Regions from separate parts of the Mus musculus genome. Here region 2 is linked to region 1. A link is a contact called in public HiChIP or PLAC-seq data. All regions are on one chromosome and are shown on one strand. Each heading gives the region's core, a stretch centred on a gene start, on an enhancer-like site or on the middle of the called end of the contact. The rest is flanking DNA. Distances are from core to core; before and after follow the strand shown. Region 1 has its middle 25 kb from the start of Emid1. Region 2 overlaps Znrf3 (zinc and ring finger 3).

What was found. HiChIP or PLAC-seq counts read pairs in DNA pulled down with a chosen protein or histone mark.
Region 2: a contact with region 1 is called in a BATF HiChIP or PLAC-seq map of CD8 T cells, with 11 read pairs. The contact joins two enhancer-like sites. A contact is called at or near these places in 2 of 115 datasets of contacts at active chromatin or transcription factors (CD8 T cells and double positive thymocytes).

Annotation. Positions count from the first base shown.
Region 1 is chr11:5,174,976-5,179,708 of GRCm38.p6, forward strand. No RefSeq gene overlaps it. Among named protein-coding and RNA genes, the nearest start is that of Emid1, 25 kb to the left of the region's middle. Within about 2 kb of position 2,391, at least 89 of the 459 cell types and tissues checked have an H3K27ac peak or open chromatin away from gene starts, as enhancers often do. A contact at or near this core is called in CD8 T cells, where this site is marked.
Region 2 is chr11:5,334,422-5,339,154 of GRCm38.p6, forward strand. Znrf3 (zinc and ring finger 3) reads right to left here. Exons shown (of 9, transcript NM_001080924.2): 2 at 4,217-4,342. Among named protein-coding and RNA genes, the nearest start is that of Kremen1, 75 kb to the left of the region's middle. Within about 2 kb of position 2,045, at least 15 of the 459 cell types and tissues checked have an H3K27ac peak or open chromatin away from gene starts, as enhancers often do. A contact at or near this core is called in CD8 T cells, where this site is marked.

The DNA of each region.
Region 1 (4,733 bases), core at 1,141-3,640:
TGGGATACACAATGCCCATCGAAAGGCCACATGCTGAGGTTGGTCTTCAGTTGGCAATGTCACCCAGAGGCAGTAAAACCTTGAGGGCATTGACTTAGGCAGTGGGCTAATCCATCGGTGGTTGTGTGATGCTGGTGTAAGGCCTTATGGCGAGGCAGTAGAGCTAGGAAGTAGGTCACGGTCAGCATGCCCTGGAGGGTATGCCTGGGCCTGGTTCCTCCCTCTCCTCATCTGCTTCCCGGCCAGTATGTGGGCAGCACTGATCTGCCACGTGCTGGCACCGTGATGTTTTGCCACAGCAGCCAGGGACTGAGACCGTCACTCTCCATCATTTTCCTCATGTGGCCACCACAGCATCACACCCTGGCTAACACCCTGTGTCTGTGGGCCAACTGGAGCCAAAGGACCAAAGAGGTGCCCGTTACACATGTCCAGCACCAGCCCCCATGAGGCATGAGCCATCTATCCTGGAAGCAGTGGTCGAGGTGGGGTGCTTGCTCAGGGTATATATGGATGCCTGTGACATGAAGGTGGGCCATCTCTAGCTGTGACAGCAGTGGCAGTCTTTCTGGAGTGTAACCAAGATGTGCAGTCACTTGGACCTGTTATTCAGGAACTCATGTGATCAGAAAGACTCTTTCAGACCTGGTGTACAAATGTGGTCCTCCTCCGAGTCCCAGTGTGTCCTCTGAAAGGCCTGAGGCCTTCACAGCAGGAGCAGGCTCCACCTGGCATCCTTGAAGGAGCTGGGTGCATAGGCAGCTCCCAGTGCCAAAGGCCCTTGACTGACATAACCAAAGATGTGACAGCTGAGGTGGTGTCCAGCGAGAGACTCCAGGGATGCTTAAATCTATACTATGAATTCTCTCAGGAGTGACAGAGTTTCAAAGACTAAGAAACAGCAGACCAACATAGCTGCTGGTTCTGGGAAAGCCAGAGTCTACCCTGAGCCTAGAACCTTTGACATCACTCAGTGACAGATCCCAACCACGGTATTAGACAACTGTGGCCACAGATCCACACAGAGCACTCATGGCTTCCCATGGCCTTCCAGGGCTGAATCACATGGGAGTCAGGGCCAGCGCCCATGGGGAGCCCTCCAGCCACCTGTCACTGTGTTCAGAAACCCATACTTTCTGGGTTTTTGTGGTTTCTTGTTGTGGTTTGTGTGTCTGTCTGTCTGTCTGTCTGTCTGTCTGTATATCTGTCTGTCTTTCTGTCTCTGTCTCTGTGTGTCTGTGTGTGTCTTGTGTGTCTATGTTTCTGTATGTGTCTGTCTTTCTGACTTACTCTCTATGTGTCTGTCGTGTGTCTGTGTATATTGTGTATCTGTGTGTCTGTCTGTGTGTATCTGTCTATCTCTTTCTGTCTCTGTATGTCTGTGTGTCTGTCTCTGCCTGTCTGTCTGTCTGTCTGTGTAGGCCAGTGGTTGAAGTCAAGTGTCTCCCTTACCCACTCTGCACCTTAGTTTTTGAGCAGGGTCTCTCACTGAACTCAGAGGTACTGATTTGGCTAAGCTGGCTGGCCAGTGTTGTCCCAGCACTTAGACTGCAGGTACACGCCACCACACCTGGCTTTTTAACCTGGATGCTGGAGATCTGAACTCGGGTCCTCATGCTGTGTGGACCTAGGCACACACCCACTGAGTCGATTCTGTAGACTTGTATGCTGTTTTGTTGAGAAACAGAGCAGAATTCACCTCACAGGTCCCCGAGACCAGAAGGGCATAACTCAGTCCTGCCTCAAGTGAGGGGGTAGCTGTGACAGGCCGTCATGAGAACATGCTTTCAGTCTGAGGAGAAGGCAGCTCCACCTGGCACTCTGATGTCACCAGCTTCTTTTGTTCAAACAGCTGGGCTGTTTTGTCGGCCATACTTTCTGGGCAGTGCCTAAGACCAGCTGAGGTACGTTACTGCAGAGTTTTCAATGGCCGGGGCTTAAAATCTGGCTGCTGAGTCAAACTGGTGACAAAGACAGCAATTCCACTAGGAAATTCCACTGAGGCTGGAGGCCCGTGAGTTTACACTGGAATAGGCCTGGGACTCTTCGATGGTAGAGCACCCCAAGGCCCCAGGCTCAGGCTGAGCGCTGCAGAGTCTCTGAGTCTCTGAGTGTGCAGACTTCTAAGCACAGCATACTGGAGGCTGAGATAGAAGGTGGAGAGTTTGAGGCTACCTCACAAACAAACAAACAAACAAACAAACACGTGCTAGGGTAGAGCTCTTGCCTTGGCCCTGGCATGATCTCTAGTGTGGTTTAAAAAAAAAAAAACAACCCTAAAGAAGAGATTCTGGCTGCCAGCAGAGGCAGGAAGCAGGATGTGCGCATCACAGCCGCTTACCACAGCCTGAGGCAGGAAGGAAAGACTGACATAAAAACCCTTTGATCGTGGTCTCTTGATCTCTGAAAGGTTCATCTCATCACGGCTGAGAAAGGATGGGCGTCTATAACTTCTGTGTCGCCTAAGACTCACTGGATCCTCTAGAATATTCCCAACCGAGCCAATGGCCAACGCCCTGGGTAGGCTTCTGGTGAACTGAGCTAGGTGCCAGGTCAGGCGGGAGTCCTCCGCGCTCAGTGGCCTACAGCTGGTACAAGGAGACAGGTAACTTCCAGAAGGCCAGCCTGGCCAGGGTACATGGCCTCAGGCTCCACAAAGCAGAGGCCATTGTCTGTCCCAGTATTCCTTGCCATCAACACTATCATATATCCTATCATATCAGTCATATGATGTTCAGTAAATATTTATAGGTAAAATGAACCATGTAGGAGCTGGGAGATGGTTAAGAGCACTGGCTGCTCTTCCAGAGGACCCAGGTTCAGTTCCCAGCACTTACAGGGCAGCTCACAACTGCCTATAACTCCAGTTCCAGGGGATCTGACACCCTCAAACAGATATACATACAGGCAAAACACCAGTGCACAAAGAAGTAAATAAATAAATCATTAAAAAGGTCTTGGAGGGAGAAGTCTGAAAGGGTATGCTGGTACCGGGGACTATATGCACGTATGGTGGGTATACACATGTTTGGTGTGCACACAAATATCTATGTAGTATGTGCTAGACATAGATGGGCAAAGTGTTTAGCCTCAGCAGCAGAGTCTCTGGACTCAGGACTGACTATAATTTGTGGGCACCACAGTGCAAAATGAAAATATAGAGTCTCTTCTTGGAAAAATAATGAAGACTCTCAGGAGGCCAACAGCCAGAGCCAAATCAGGAGCACAGGACCCTGCAAACGCCATATACCTGGGACGGCCAGCCCTATGAGCTGCAGCCCCAAGTCCTCGCTCCCTAAGAGCTCCCGGTCCATAGGTTTGCATCCCCCCCTGCCCCCACTTCCCAGTTCCCTCTTTTTTTTTTTTTTTTTCTTTTTTATCTAGACAGGGTTTCTCTGTATAGCCCTGGCTGTCCTGGAACTCAGAAATCCGGCTGCCTCTGCCTCCGAGTGCTGGGATTAAAGGCGTGCGCCACCACGCCCCGGCCAGTCCCCTTTTTTTCTTGTAAAGCTAGGTTCCTGCCTGGCTGGTCTCAGGGTTAGCGAGCATCCCTCTGTCCCTTGCTGGGGCACTCACTGTCTGCTACTTTGTGTTGTGGTTGGAACAATGAGAATTTCTTCCCTGGGGAGATGTAAATCCCTTCCTCCCTCCCTCCCTCCTTTCCTTTCCTCCCTCCCTCCCTCTTCTAAGAACGCAATATCAAACTAGAGTTTGGTTTCATCAAGGCTCACACATGACCAGAGCATGAGTGAAGGCTTGCCTACAGGAGTATGTGTGACTCTGTAGCAGCAGACTGGAAAGTTTTCACCCACCATGGATGGTGGCTCCCCCATAGCACAGGTGGAACCCCTTTTCTCACCCCCATCTTTCTAGTCTGGTTCTTTCTAGCAGCCTCTGTGGAGATGACACTGACCATGGAGGCAAAGCCACAGTTAAACTGACAGTTTAGGTCTGCAATGCCTCCCAAAGCCATGTGTGGAAGGCGTGGCTTCCCCGTTTGTTGCTATTGAGAGGTGGTGGTACCTTTAAAGGGTAGGTCCTCTTGGAAGGTCTTTATGTCATTTGGGGTGTGTCCTTGAAGGGGATTTGTTGCAAACCTGACCCCTTTTCTTCTCTTGCTGCCTGGCCAAAAGGTGAGCAGGTTTTTCCTTAACACAAGCTCTCACTGGGATGCACTGCACAGGCCCAGAGCAGAGCAGGGCTGACTGACCACAGGCCAAACTTCCAAATCTCCAAGCCCCACAAAGCCTTGATTCAATGTTTATCCTCAAATATTTGTTACAGAGACAAAAAACTGCCAAACATGGACGCTTAGGAACAAATTCCGCTCTCTGGGCTCAGTCCCAGGTAGAGAGAGAGAGAGAGAGAGAGAGAGAGAGAGAGAGAAGGCTGAGCCTTTGGTGACAGAATTTCATAGTCAGGGTGCATTTGATGACAGCTGGCCTTCTCAGTCCCTGGTTACACCCCAGAGAAGGCCTGACTGTGACTGCTGCCCCTCAGGGTTAAATGAAATCGTATACTTGTCCTGCTTAGCCAGAAACAGTCCCTCAGGTGTTAACAAACCATCAAGGCTGCAAGTCAGCCCTGCACTCTTGTGTTTGCGCCTCGAGGGTTGGTGTGGGAAGCTTTCTGGCGATAGGTCCCTAGAGCCTGATTCAATTTAAAAGACGCTGCCAGCATCCTTCCAGAGAGCATCCCGTGGCCTTGAAGCCTCCCTCAGCAGCTTTCCCGCT
Region 2 (4,733 bases), core at 795-3,294, 160 kb after region 1:
TTGCTCTCATATTGAGAGATAGTCTTCTCTCAATAGACCCACTTCAAATGACCTGGGATAAACTGAGAACATTGCCCCCTAGCTTGTGACAGCATTCTTGACCTAGCAACTACAGGGGTCTACTTAGGGATAGCAGCTCAGCACAACTCCAGCCCCTACCCCTTTCTGAAGAACACATTTTCTTCCTACCCTCACACATGACAAGGTGAGACAGGCTTAGTTTCATAGAGTCTTCAGCCCCATAACACAACTGGTAAGCCTAAAGAAGAGTGCCTGACTCAAAATGAGTCAATGAATCCCTTTCCTGGAATCTTTTTAGACTCAAAACCAGGAATATGGAGGTTATATCTCCTGAGTAGGTAGGGGCAGGGAGATAAAACAGGTCTATAAAGAGATCTGGAGAGGAAGCTGCTTATGTGGTGAGGAGGAGCAGTACCAGATGTTGGTTCTATGACACAGTTCAACCTTCAGAGCAAATGCCTTGTCCATGATTGTGATTCTACCATGCAGAAGCAACAGTCCTGACCACACCCAGTTGATACTGAAAGCAGGTGGTGTTTATTATCTAGAAAAGACTGACCGAGACAAGAGGAGACAAAATTCAACACTGGTGAAGCACAGAACAGTTCTGTTTCAGCTCCAGGGTCTTGTGAGCTGTATGATCTCAGATCATGTGGAGAACCTTACTAGGACTCAGTTTCCTCACCATAACATGGGAATGTGGACAAGATGTCAATGTGACAAGCAAAGGCAACTACAGCTCCTAGCAGGCAGTGTTCAGGATGGGTGCATACACCAGGTTCTGAGCTAAGTGCTCTGCTTACATCTCACAGCCCTACAGCAATCAGAGAGGCAGTTTTTCACAAAGGAACAAGACATCAAGAACTAAAGTTGCTTTTCTAAGGTCACTCAGGCAAGGCATTCTAACATAAAATCCTCTAAATGACTTTACGTTAACTTCCCCATACCATCTTCTGAAGCATGGACACAGGCAGGTCCAAGCCTGCTGGATTTACTGTATTTCAAAATGCTAGCACAGAATTGGTCTATCTGGTGTTTGGGGTTTATCTAGCCTGGAATTTCGGAATTCAGTCCAAGTGAATTCTGCTAGAAACATCATGAGAGTCTCTGTGAATATGAAGGGATGAAATGCCTGAGGCATACCGACTCTTGCACTTTGGGAAGGATTTATGACTCTTCTCAAAGTAAGCTGCCCCCAAATGTCAATTCTACTGTTTTACTGTCACAGGGTTAAGTTCTGTAATGAGGGCATTAGGGGAGATCCTAACCTTGATCCTGAAGCTCAGAATTTCAGACAAGCAAGGCCCAGAGCATCATCTTAACATTAAGTAAAAGAGAAAAAGAGAAATTGCTGCAGAGATCTGCCTGAGCCTGGCCTGAAGTGAGGCCGGGGGGGGGGGGGGGGGGCGGGCATCTGAAGTGGGCCTGGCCTACTTCTTCTCCTAACTCTACTGACATAGTTGATTTTGTCAGTACCTTTATAGAATTGAAAGATTAGAAGGATGTGATCATAAATTATTTTTCTCTCATGAGTTTTAAAGTGTTGAACTCAAAAGCCCTTGGTAATACACCAAGGTGATGCATTTATGTCTCTTACTTTTAAAATAAAACTTGGTTTGGACTCTTAGAGAAGCACTTATGTTTTTTAAAATCTTTGGGGTTTCAGCTCATGATTTTCTGTGCGCTGGTAAGGTAGGGGGGCCTGTGTCTAGCCCTCCTAGTTTCCCATAGGCTTTTCTGTGGCAAGAGACAAGTTTCAACGTCCATTAACAGCAGCTCACCCATTCTCAACTGCACACTCGGCTGGCTGACTTTCTTCCTATGCCTTTTAATTTCTTCTTCATTTCAGTGCTAGCAATGGAACCCAGGGCCTCACATGCTAGGCAGGAGCTCTGTCACCAAGCTATGTTCCCAGCCCAATCCCTTTGCCTTTGTGCTTCTCCTTGCCAATCAATCTTTGCTATAGCCACTGAAAGTCAGAAATAGAAGGAAACCATACTGTCTGCAGGGGACTGGCATGCTGAGCTGCAGAGAATGTGAGTCACTGTGCCTTCCCCCACCAGACATTTTGTCTCTACTCTTGGGAACCCAGGAAAGTAGAAAACAGAGTTGGCAAAGTCAATGAAATTAAAGTTGTGAACAGGAAGGAGGAAGAAAGGAGGAAGATGAGATTGTTCTGACTCATCAAACCATTTTACTTTGTTTGGTCCAGGCATCTTTACTAATGACTTTACTCAGGTGCCAGACAATTCTTAAGACAGACAACAGCAGCAAATGTGTGCTACCCCTGTGCTACCTTGTGCCACGCCCCAGTCTCAGCCTTTCCCAACAGAAATAAAGTGCTCCTAGAAAGGTAGAGCCATACACTGAGCTTGTAGGCCCCCACATTCAATAACTATTTCCTGATGAGTAAACACAAAAAGTGCTCAGTAATTCAATATATACCTAAGGTTTCCATTCCGCTGGCTTCATAGACCCGCAGGCCAAACCATGTGAAACTCACCAAGTAAACCGCAGTGTAGTTGGTTCAGGTAGTGGCGGAAACAGTTTGGTTCTGAGTGACTTCAACAAGTACCCATCACTAAACTATCAAAGGACAATAAGGGTTACACTGTGGGACCGTGTTCCAACCCATTTATAGACACAAGAGATGGATCCCTACTGGGCCCTGATTCGTGGGGAGGGAGACAATGAAGCCAATAAGCTGAGCATAGAGCAGCAGCAGCTTAAACCTAGAAGCAAATGGCGTAGCTGAAGCAGACCCCTAACAAGGAGAGCACTGTTCCTGCCCTTTGGATGTAGCTAGCAATTTCCCCTAGGAAAACACTAACATACTCTCATGAGGGTCTCTTCTAATCATCATTAAGCCACTTTGGACAAGTGAAAACAATGAGGTATCAAGGCTGAGCCACCTCAAACACCTTTATTCAACTTAGTGAACCATAAACCAAACAGGCCATAAGTCCTGTCAGGTTTCTCCCCCAATGAAAGGGCAGGAAAACTTGACAAGAGCCATGCAGTTTCTCAAAAGGCCTAAGAGGGATAAAAGCCACAAGCAAATTAGGCTCACGAGGATCTCCAGGACCAAAGACTTTTTAGGAGTAGTTGGCAGAAGATTCTCTAGATTTTGTGACAGCTCTCTGTACCAACATCACCTTTCCTCTTGCCTCATATACAAAAAACCTCAGCTTCCAGGAACAGGATGCAGTTGTCTTCCACAGTACACAGAGCCGTAGCATTGGGGACCATAAAATGTCCAGGAAGTAAGACTATTCTTAGGGGGACTATCTTTCTCCCAACCAAAAATTCAAATTACTTTTACAAAATCTTTCCTTTTAACAAAATGATACACTTTAAAACAGGTTATAACCTATCATGTTAAGAGTTCCTGATGGATGGATTTTCAAAGTGAATTTATTTCTATCATATACTACAGTCAGAAGTTATATTAACCCCTAGCAGCTAAAAAGCATGTGTTTGTGAGTGCTTCTAAATGGTGTGCCAACAGTCAATAGTGACACATGAGGCACCAGGCATTAGATCTCAACTCACTTCCTAGTCACTTGTGAAATAAGTTCTAATGCAGGGCCATAATTGCTGTCTGCTATTCTGAAACTAAGGAAGCTCTAAATTGCAAGAGTTTTTCCATAACATACTTGACAGCAAAAAATAATGGGTTTGAACTCATTTGGAAGTAAAGCAGTTGTGGTCTAAGAGGAGGCTATTTAGGCTTTAGTTATCCCATTTGATGTGAATATCCATAAGCATATGCTACACATATATGAATGTGTATGATTATTGAGTATGGCCCCAGGGTTACTTATAGAAAAAAAATATATATATATACCATAATACTTCCTGAAGCCCCCACCCCCAAATCTCAGGTCTAAAACCTCTGGCCCCAAAGATGTAAGGTACAGTATTATGGATTTCTAACATTAACCCATTTCACAGATAAGTATTGAGACTCCCAGGGAAAGCAACTTGCCCAAGACCACATAGTAGGCAGGGTTACAGCAGACTCTGAAGCGCCAAAGCACATGCGTTCTATGGTGCTATGTCTCCTCACACAGCTTCAGAAGGAGTACTATGCCAGCATGGCTCTTCTTCAGAACCTGATATTTGAAACTCAGGAAAATGCTTATGTGGAAAACATCAACCACAACGGCAGTGACACAGAAGGCCTGGTGCTTACCTTGCCCAGGACAGTGAGACATGGTTTGGGGTCCAATTCTGGCTGTTCAAGCTTCACCACTCCTACCCAGCCATATTCATACAAGTCCTCTTCGTCATTGTTATTACATAGGCCTAGTGGGTGCATCTAAGAGACAAAATGGAAAGAAGATATCAACAGGCTGCCTTACAGACTGGTTTGACCCACTTCATGCATTTGTTATTGTATACTAAGTCACTTCAAAACTTCAAACTTTATGGCAGGGAACAGGTTTTTAATCCACGGGGAATTTCAAGTAATTACTGTGAGCTGAGCACTGAAGAGAACACAAAAAAACCCCTAGAAATAGATATTATAAGGGGTGGAGAAATGACTCAACAGGTAAGAGCACTGACTGCTCTTCCAAAGGACCCAGGTTCAATTCCAAGCATGCACATGATGGCTCACAACTGTCTATGAATCCAGTTCCAAAGAATCTGATGCCCTTTTCTGGCACCCATAAGCACCAGCCCTGCATATGCTGCTATACAGATACATT